Linked DNA regions of Mus musculus: all the other regions are linked to region 2. A link is a contact called in public Hi-C and HiChIP or PLAC-seq data. All regions are on one chromosome and are shown on one strand. Each heading gives the region's core, a stretch centred on a gene start, on an enhancer-like site or on the middle of the called end of the contact. The rest is flanking DNA. Distances are from core to core; before and after follow the strand shown. Region 1 holds the start of Clip2 (CAP-GLY domain containing linker protein 2). Region 2 holds the start of Bud23 (BUD23, rRNA methyltransferase and ribosome maturation factor). Region 3 holds the start of Rcc1l (reculator of chromosome condensation 1 like).

The links. Hi-C and Micro-C count contacts between places; a contact is called where the count stands out from the background. HiChIP or PLAC-seq counts read pairs in DNA pulled down with a chosen protein or histone mark.
Region 1: an H3K27ac HiChIP or PLAC-seq map of microglia shows a contact between it and region 2, with 5 times the contacts expected there. The contact joins the promoter of Clip2 here to the promoter of Bud23 in region 2. A contact is called at or near these places in 2 of 484 Hi-C or Micro-C datasets (both in embryonic stem cells), 2 of 115 datasets of contacts at active chromatin or transcription factors (microglia and pancreatic cancer cells) and 1 of 9 other capture datasets (adipose tissue).
Region 3: a contact with region 2 is called in a Hi-C map of CD4 T cells, with 2.7 times the contacts expected there. The contact joins the promoter of Rcc1l here to the promoter of Bud23 in region 2. A contact is called at or near these places in 4 of 39 promoter capture datasets (cranial neural crest, frontonasal cranial neural crest, hippocampal neurons and 1 more) and 1 of 484 Hi-C or Micro-C datasets (CD4 T cells).

The regions. Positions count from the first base shown.
Region 1 is chr5:134,550,911-134,553,843 of GRCm38.p6, forward strand. It overlaps Clip2 (CAP-GLY domain containing linker protein 2), which reads right to left and starts at 1,524. Exons shown (of 17, transcript NM_009990.3): 1 at 1,136-1,524.
Region 2 is chr5:135,063,592-135,066,606 of GRCm38.p6, forward strand. It overlaps Bud23 (BUD23, rRNA methyltransferase and ribosome maturation factor), which reads right to left and starts at 1,368. Exons shown (of 13, transcript NM_025375.4): 1 at 933-1,368; 2 at 423-584; 3 at 293-330. The coding sequence starts at 470. Dnajc30 (DnaJ heat shock protein family (Hsp40) member C30) reads left to right here and starts at 615. Exons shown (of 1, transcript NM_025362.3): 1 at 615-1,774. The coding sequence starts at 660. The coding sequence ends at 1,319.
Region 3 is chr5:134,175,232-134,178,120 of GRCm38.p6, forward strand. Rcc1l (reculator of chromosome condensation 1 like) reads right to left here and starts at 1,536. Exons shown (of 11, transcript NM_033572.2): 1 at 1,169-1,536. The coding sequence starts at 1,483.

The DNA of each region.
Region 1 (2,933 bases), core at 274-2,773, 510 kb before region 2:
CCCGGCATCAGGTTAGGCTGTGCTGTGCTGGGCAAAGTAGCTCTGGTTCTGTGTACCTGCCAGCCCCTGGTGGTGCCAATCCAGGTGACAGCGACCTTATGAATGAAGGACTCATTGTTTACATTTACAACTGATGGGGAGAGGCCTCTGGCTCACAGCAAAGGGAAGGTGGCCCCACGTGGTGCTCTCTAGCTCCTCAGAGCACAGCCCTAGGCCAGCCCCATCCCCAGCGTCCTCTGTCGGGGCACCCTTCAAGATTAAAGCCAATTCCTAGTTCCACAACCGTCCAGGCCCCTGCCCATTTGTAGTCCAGAAGACAGGAGCGGGATCTCAGAGGCTGGATTGTGATTCCTCTACCCCTAAGGTGTTCCTCTGCAACGACCTTTCCAGGCTTTGGCCAGGATCGGGAGAAGGCACGCGTGGCAAAGCCCAGTGAGTCCAGGACAAACACACAGGCCCCTCCTGAGGATCCACGCGGGCTAGCCCTGGAGGCTCAGCCCTGCATCCTGCGTCGCCACTGCCCCTCCCTGGGGGGAGGGAAAAAAACTGCTGCCTCACCAGCTACCAGCGCCAGCTTGGGGGGGCAACCCTGCGGAAAGCCACCCTGCCTGGGCCTCCCCCTTACCCTATCCTCTGCCAAGCCAGGCTCTCCAATCAAGTTTTGCTAAGGGCACCAACCAGGCGACCCCAGGTGGCGGGGCGGGGGCCTCCGTGTCTCATCCCAGATGCCAGGTCTGAAGATGAGAGCTGATGGCCGCGCCCACCAGGCTGTGCCCCCACAGAGCCTGTGTGAGCCTTCCCCAAGAGCTCTGCAGCTTGTCCTGGATCCGCTCTTGGAAAGAGGACGCCAACAAAAACACCCGAATCCCAAGCTATGGATGTTTGCACCATCTGGACGTGCAATCCAGGGGCGCCCCCAACCCCAGCAGCGACCTGGGTTAAGGAAGTTGGGGTTCACCCCGCCCACGCCCACCAGCGGCAGCGACCCTGTCCGCTGTCCTTGCCCACGCGACGACAATGGCTTGGTGATAGCACCCCCTTTTCTTTCCAGGATAGGGTGCCGCCGCCCCCCGCGACTCTGCGTCCTTTGTTGCCCGCGCGCCCCCATCGCGCGCGTCCCCAGAGCGGCGCCTACCTTGGAGCTCCAGCAGCGACCAGGACCCGACACCCCTCGCCTCCTCTTGGTCCGCGCGTCCCGGGAACGAGGATGCTGCGCCGGTCTCCTCACGCCGATACACTAACCGGGTCTCCGCGCTCGGAGTCCGGGCCTCGCACAGGATCTACGTCCAGAAGGGGATAGAGGGAGGGGCCGATCCAGTAAGCCCGGCCGCTGCCTGCGCGCCCCGAGGCGGAGCCGAGCTGAGTCGAGCCGAGCGGGGCCGAGCCGGGAAGATCCGAGCCAAACGGGGCGGAGGCGAGAGAAACCGAGCAGAGCGGAGCCCGGTGGAGCCCTGCCAAGGTGAGCCGAGCCCAGCCGAGAGAAGCCGAGCGCCAGGAGAGCTCAGCGGCCAGAGAGCGAACAAAAGGGGCCGGCGTAGCGGCGGGCGCAGGAAGGCGGGGCCCGGAGCGCGGGGGGTGGGGGGGAGGTTGGGGGCGGTGCCCACAATCCTGGTCTCCGGGTTCTCAGGCAACAGTGACGCGCAAAGACTGGGGAGCGGGCGGGCAGAGAAGTCTTAGGAACCTGGTCTTCCCCATCAAGACCATCTACAGCTGACTTGAGCCTTGGAAATAGATTTCACTCACAGGCCCTTCAGCCCTACGCATTTATGTGTGTTCCAGTTTCTGTTTCAACCCTGCATTGCTTATGTAAATATTCCATATAAGGAGACTGAGACACTTAGGAACGTAAGGGGGCGGGGCTGGGATCTGGAAGGCTTTTCGCAAGGGTTGACTTAGGGACTGTGTTCAAAGAGGCGAGGAAGGGGAATGATGCAAATGACCAGAGAGCTTCAGGGGTACCACCTGACACCTGACACTAGGCAAACTGAGCGGGAGGACAAGCGGAGCTACACAGTGAGACTCTGTCTCAAAAAAATCCTTAAGGTCTCACTCAGCGTGGTGGTACGTTAACCTCTGGACCTCAGTTTCCCCATCTTTAAAGGAGGCAGGGTGTTTTTTAGTTCATCAGAACAAAAAGGTAGTTGTGCATTGATGCCAACAGTAGGCCAGCCCAGAGGAACTCTTGCAGTGAAGAGAGTCTGTGTGAGAAGAGCCAAATTCCTCAGAAGTGGACCGTATACAAAGTAAAGAGTGGGTTGTTCGAGAAAGAGCAAGTTTTACGTAGCTAGATGGACAGTTTCAGTGTTGAAATAGGACCTAAATCATGGCAGACTGGAACGAATCCACCTCTTAGGTTGGGTCCTGGCTTAGAGGTAGAGCACCTACCTAGGATAACCCCAGGGAGGGGCTGGGGGCGGGGCTCAGGGGTAGAGCCCCTGCTTAGCATTACTGAAGCCCCAGGTTCCATCCACTAACAGAAAAATGAAATAGCTGGCCATGGTAGCACCTGCCTTTAATCCCAGCACTTGAGACGCTGTAACAGACTGATCCGTATTAGTTTAAGCCCAGCCTGGTCTACATAGAGAGTTCCAGGCCAGACAGGGCTACATAGTCTCAAAAAGAAGGAAAATTAATACCACAGATAAAAGAGTTAAAGTTCACACTTCAACCATCAACCATAGTTCTCTGTCTGTAAACCCTTCAATGTGTGTCTTAGAAAGAAAGGATGAGGGCTGGAGAGATGGCTCAGTGGTCAAGGGCATACATTTCAGCTGGGTGTGGTGGTGCATGCCTTTAATTTCAGCAAGTTAGGGGCTGCACTCTGTAGCTTGAAGCCAGCCTGGTCTGCATAACAAGTTCCATGCCAGCCAAAAGTATACAGTGAAACCCTGTCTCAAAAAATAAAAGACTGGGGCTGGTGAGACGGCTCAGTG
Region 2 (3,015 bases), core at 118-2,617:
TTACTTTACCACATATTTAAAACACATTGTCAAACGACCCAGGGTAAACTGGAGATGAATATACCCACACTGAGGTAGCAAGATCTTTCCAGGAGCTCAATGGCTTCAAGTTCCCTTTACCGGTGGCAGAACTGCATGTACGCAGACCCACACACACACACACACACACACACACACACACACACTCACACACACTCCCAAATTCTACATGCTTTCCAAGGGACGCCCATAATCGGGGCGACTCGCCGATCCCGACCCCCGCGATGCCGCTCAACAGCCATGCTCTCCTCACTTGCGAACGTATTTCCGGGCTTCATTCTGGTCATAAAACTGTTGAGAAGAGAAAAACACATGGGAGTTTTAAGGGAAGAATCCAAAAGCAGTCATTCTAGAAAAAGACCAAGACCTGGCGGGGCTCTCACCAGCTCCGGCGGTCCGCTGTGTTCGGGTCTCCGGCTACGAGATGCCATCTCGATGGTATGGCAACGCTGGGACCGGCGAGCACTAGCGCGACGCTTTGACGTCATCAATCTGCGCCCGCCTCAGGCGGACCTTTTCCCCCGCCTTTCCTTTTATTTGATTGGCTAGAAGGTGGGGACGCCGCTCAGGATTCGAGGCCTCCATTGGCTGCCTCGGCGCCGCCCCCTCCCAGCCACAACATGGCGGCCGCGCGCTGCCTGGGGTGGACCCTGTCACCGCTATGGAGATGGTGGCAGGTCCGGGGGTTGCCTCCGAGTTCCGCCACGGGTTTGTGCTCGCGAGGGAGGACTTACTCCCGCACCGCCCTCTATGAGCTGCTGGGCGTCCCCTCCACGGCCACGCAAGCACAGATCAAAGCGGCGTACTACCGGCAGAGCTTCCTCTACCATCCGGATCGCAACCCCGGGAGCGCCGAGGCCGCCGAGCGCTTCACGCGCGTCTCCGAAGCTTACCTGGTCTTGGGCAGCACCATCCTCCGGCGCAAGTATGACCGAGGTTTGCTCAGCGACCAGGACCTGCGCGGACCTGGCGTCAAGCCCTCTAAGACGCCCGTGGCCGATCCCGCTCCTCCTCGCCCTCCTCCCTACACCCCTCGGGCTCCCGGTGGCTCTAGGGCTTCTCCCGGCGACGGTCGCACCATGTTCGACTTTGACGCCTTCTACCAGGCGCACTACGGAGAGCAGCTAGAGAGAGAACGGCGTTTGCGCGCCCGGAGGGAAGCCCTTCGCAAAAAGCAGGAGAACCAGGCCAACAAGGGGACCAGCTGGGACGATACACGAGACGCCACTTTCTTTGTCGTCCTTTTCCTTATCTTCGTCTTTGTTGGCTTTCGTATTTAATCGGAGAAAAGGAGGGGAAGGGATCCAGCCCAAGCAACCTTCCTTTCTAGACCTTTGAACCATTGGTCTGCGATTGACTTGACTTCCTCTAGTGGTGTTCTCTTGACCCTCCTCACACCCTCCAGCCTGGCCAGTGATCAACACATCCCTCTCCTTTGGTCCAGAAAAAGACGCTTTTCAGTGGCCAAGAAAGAGGCCCCCGGATAAAGATTCCTGTGAAGACCAGAAATTTAAGTGCTTTCCAGAGTCCCCTGGGTGCCTGTTCATTTCTAGAAGTTACCTTCAGTTGCCAACTCCCAGAACACTTGCTGCGGTTTTAACCAGAAGCCCTGAGCAAGATTTGCCCTGTCCCCTGCCACATGTCTGTATAATAGGTGGTGTTTCCCCTGTAACTGCTGAACTGTGCAATACGACTGGTTGTCCGATGCCAAAAAGATTTAATTCTTGGGGACTCGAGTGAAATTTGTTTTTCTGTGTTACCCCAAGCCACAGGTGAGACTTGATCAAAGATCCAGCAGACGCTGGGGATGTAGCTCTGTGAGAGAATGCTAGCAACAAAAGGCACAGGGTTTAGGCCCCAACTCTGTTATCTTTTGTGTCCTCCTTCCCCACTAAGAAAAAGAGTCAAAGATTGCCAATTTTTTCCCCTCAGTTCTGTACCACACCATTTCTGTTGTGTGGAAGTGAGAAAAAAAAAAAAAAAAAACAAAGGCTTGAGGGTAAGGAATGCAGTTCTGTGTCTAGGGAGTGCCCTTGGGTGCTGTGTGAACCTAACAGCAGAAGGATATGATTTGTCCTTCATATTTTTCTCCACAGTGGTGGTGTAGGGTGGTGTTACTGGAGCCAAGTTCATCTTGGGGCAGCTTGCATGCCTGTCCTTGGTCTTTCTTTCGCTAGCTGCTTGCATTGCTAAGTGTGCAGCCTGTTAACTGTGACAAGACTTGGAGGTTGAGTTCTTGAGTGTGGTCCTCTCATCTATGGTGCTGATCACAAGCGCCCTAAGTCAAATCCCTCTAGTGAGGCTCCTGGACTGTGTGAGTAATCTGAGCCTAGAAGAAGCAGTAGGCTCACTGGTCAAGGTATAGACCAAGGGTAGGTCTCTAATCCAGGGAGGCTGAGTCTGGGGGTTTGTGACCAATCACTTAGCAAGATCTGTCTTTAAAAGGATACAAAGTGACACACAGGGGCCGTGTGCAAAGCCAAGAGACTCCAGCACCACCTCAGAGCTCAGGCTGTAGCCCAGTGGATCGGATACATGCCTTGAATGCACAAATCCCTGAGTTCCACCCCAGCACCACATAAACCAGGCTTCATGGCACTGTGATCTTGGCACATTTTGGAAACAATATCAACTTTGTATCACAGACTAGCCTAGAACTTTCCATCCCCTGCCTCAGTGTCCTGAGGGCTAGGACCGCAAGCATGGGCCACAGACCCACAGGGATAAAGGAGGCTTTCAGGAGAACTGCCAGAAAGTGGTTCACTTGGTAACATTGTATGCTTCCCATCTCCCAAGATTTTACAGGGTTTTCTGTCCTGGCAATGGACATTAGTCCTACCTTGGAGAGCAGCCCCCACCCCCCACCCCCCACCCCCCACCCCCGCAGGGGAAGGTGGGGCTGAAGAGATGAGTGCAGATGTATAGGAAGGCCGAGTGAGCAGCAGACATGAGGCTCAATCAGGAAGATGACAGGCA
Region 3 (2,889 bases), core at 286-2,785, 890 kb before region 2:
AATCCTGGGTTTGACTCCCACCATCACAAACCACACTTCTATAAAGTATAAATAAATACTTTTTATTGCTACCAAAAGAAAGGGTGAGTGGGTGCTTGTTTGTTTGTTTCCAACTAAAGATGTTAACACAACCAGGTAGCTAGAAGCAAAAAGACCTCTGTATAGAAAAGAGAACTGGGAGGGAGAAAGTAGCTCAGTGGACACAGTGCTTGTAGGGCAAAAACCCTTGGGTTCCCCGTCCCCAGCACCACTTAAACCAGAAACGGTTGCACACGGCTATAATAACAGCATTTCGAGGGTAAAGACAGGGTCTCACTGTGTAGCCCAAGCTAGAGTACAACTTGTGGCAATCCTCTTGTCTCAACCGTCCAGTCCAAGTCCTGGGACTACAGATGTGAGCCACCACGGCTGCCGGGCTGAGCCCTTTTGAAAAGTGAGCCTCTTCCCCGCCCCCCCTTTTTGACAGGGTTTCTCTGTGTACCCCTGGCTGTCCTGGAACTCTGTAGACCAGGCTGGCCTCGAACTCAGAAATTAGCCTGCCTCCGCCTCCAAGTGCTGGGATTAAAGGCGTGAGCCACCTTAGAAGCTCCATGGGCAACCTCCTATTTCCCCTCTAACCGCTCAGATGAGCATCTCCTTTTCCGGCTGCCCATCACTGACTCTAGCCGACACACCTCCGACCTGTGGAATGTCCCGTCCCTCAAGGGAGCTGTCTAGTCTAAGTTACAAATACCACCATTTACACCCAGCTGTGGGGCCCTGGACCTTACTTGACCTCTCTGCTACTCCCTTTCATCCTCTGTAACTGGGAGGTGACAGCTCCGGCCTTTTGGGGGGGGGGGGGGCCTGAGCGAATGATCTAAGGGCAGAATCCTTGGTGCGATTGTCAAGCTACGCCAATGGGCAAGAAAGTAAGGGAAGACACCAAACTCTCTCGAGCCACAAGCAAACTGCTAAAAATGCTGAACGAGACCCCAAGATCCACAGACGTGATAAACAGGCTCAGCAGTGAAGGACGGAGCACTGGGAGAAACAGACTTCTCGGCAGCCACCCCTCATGCCTCCCTCTGCAGATCCCGGGATCTCGGAGGTCATTGCTCCCGGAAATCCGGCCACGCGGGGAAGAAAGTTCCCTAAGAGATGCCAGCGAGGATGCCACTGCCCCCACCTTATGATCCAGCTCCAGGCGGTAGGGGACCGGCTGGATCCTGCGTCGGGGCCGCAGGCCGGCGCGCGGTCCAGGCCCCGAGGACGGCACCACGAAGCTGGGCACCCCGAGCGCCCCGGAGAAGCTGAAGCCCCAGACGAAGACGCGATCGGCGCGAGCCGCGCGCTCGCCCACGTACTGAAACACCGGAACGTCCGCCTCGGCCTCGGCCGCTTCTCGCCGGCTCCGCGAACGGCCGGCCGGTGTCCAGTGCTCGCGAGCCGGTGTCGGCCACCTCGGCCGCGGCCCCCGCAGAGCCCGGGCCGCCGCCAACATCCTCCGCGTCACGCCTCAACCGCTTATGGGCGCCGCCATCTTGTGTCACCCTTGACCTCTAGCCTGGCGGAAGTAGATACGGCCATGCTTACTACTGGCTGAAGGCGACGCGCTAAGGGAAAGACAACCATGTTTACTATTGGCAGATGATTACTACTCCAGGAAAGCAAAGACTTGAGAAGGCTATGGCTTCACCGTCTATCCATGAGTAGGGGACTTAAATGAGTGTCAAGCTATTATTTGAAGATGTCTGTGAAGTGTTCTATGATTCTTACTGCCCCTTTTTAAATTCTGTGTGTGTGTGTGTGTGTGTGTGTGTGTGTGTGTGTGTGTTAGTTTTGGTGTGGAGTTACTTAGGTGGAGCTGGGAATTGAACCCAGGTCCTCACACATCCTTAGGGTATAGGTTAACACAGACTACTCTCCCAATTCCAAGAAGTGTTTTGTATAAATACTGAAAGGAGACAGAGGGAACATCCTAGATGCTTATCTCATGGAAGCAAAACTGGGGAAGGTAGCTGGGCACAGTGGTTCACACCTGTAACCCCAACTTTAGGCTGAGGCAGGAATATTGCTGCAAATTGCAAACCACCCTAGAAGAAAGAAAACCTATTAATATATATGGTTTGTTTGTTTGTTTGTTTGTGACAGAATCTCATTATTTAGCCCTAACTGGCCTGGAACTTGCTTTGTTCCTGTAGACCAGGATAACTCAAACCTGCCCCTGCCTCCTGAATGGTGTGTGCCACCATACCCAGCACTGATTGGTTGATTTAGTTTATTTTAGGCGGTTTTATTTCATGCATATGGGTACTTTACCTGCATGTATATCTGTGTACCCTGCGTGTATAGTGTCTGTGGAGGCCTCAGAAGAGGGTGTTAGATTCTCTAGAACTGCAGTTACAGTTGATACCCCACTCCCACACACCCCCATGTGAATGCTAGAATTAGAACTCTGGTCCTCTGGAAGAGTAAACAGTATTTTGTTTTGTTTGTCATTGTTGTTGCACAGTGTTCTTAACTCTTGAGCCCTCTCTCCAGCCCTCTAATTGAATATTTTTCTAAGACAGGGTCTCACTCTGTAACCCAGGCTAGCCTCTACCTCACTACAGTTCTCCTACCCCAGCCTCCCAAGTGATGGGATTACAGACCCATGCCAGTGTGCCAGGTTCAACCCTGATTAAACTACACCTGGCTTCCAGGGGCCCTTCTTACTTCCTTTAGATCTCAATTCCAGCATGAAGGCTACACAGAGAAATTCAGTCCCTGAAATAAAGACTACAGTCCATGGCAGGGCTTCCTAAAAGTTATCCCCTAATACAGAGTGGATCCTTCCCCCCGAACTCCCTTTGCTCATCCTTAGTGTGTATTTCTTGATAAACAGGAACGTACTAATTAGTTTTCCTT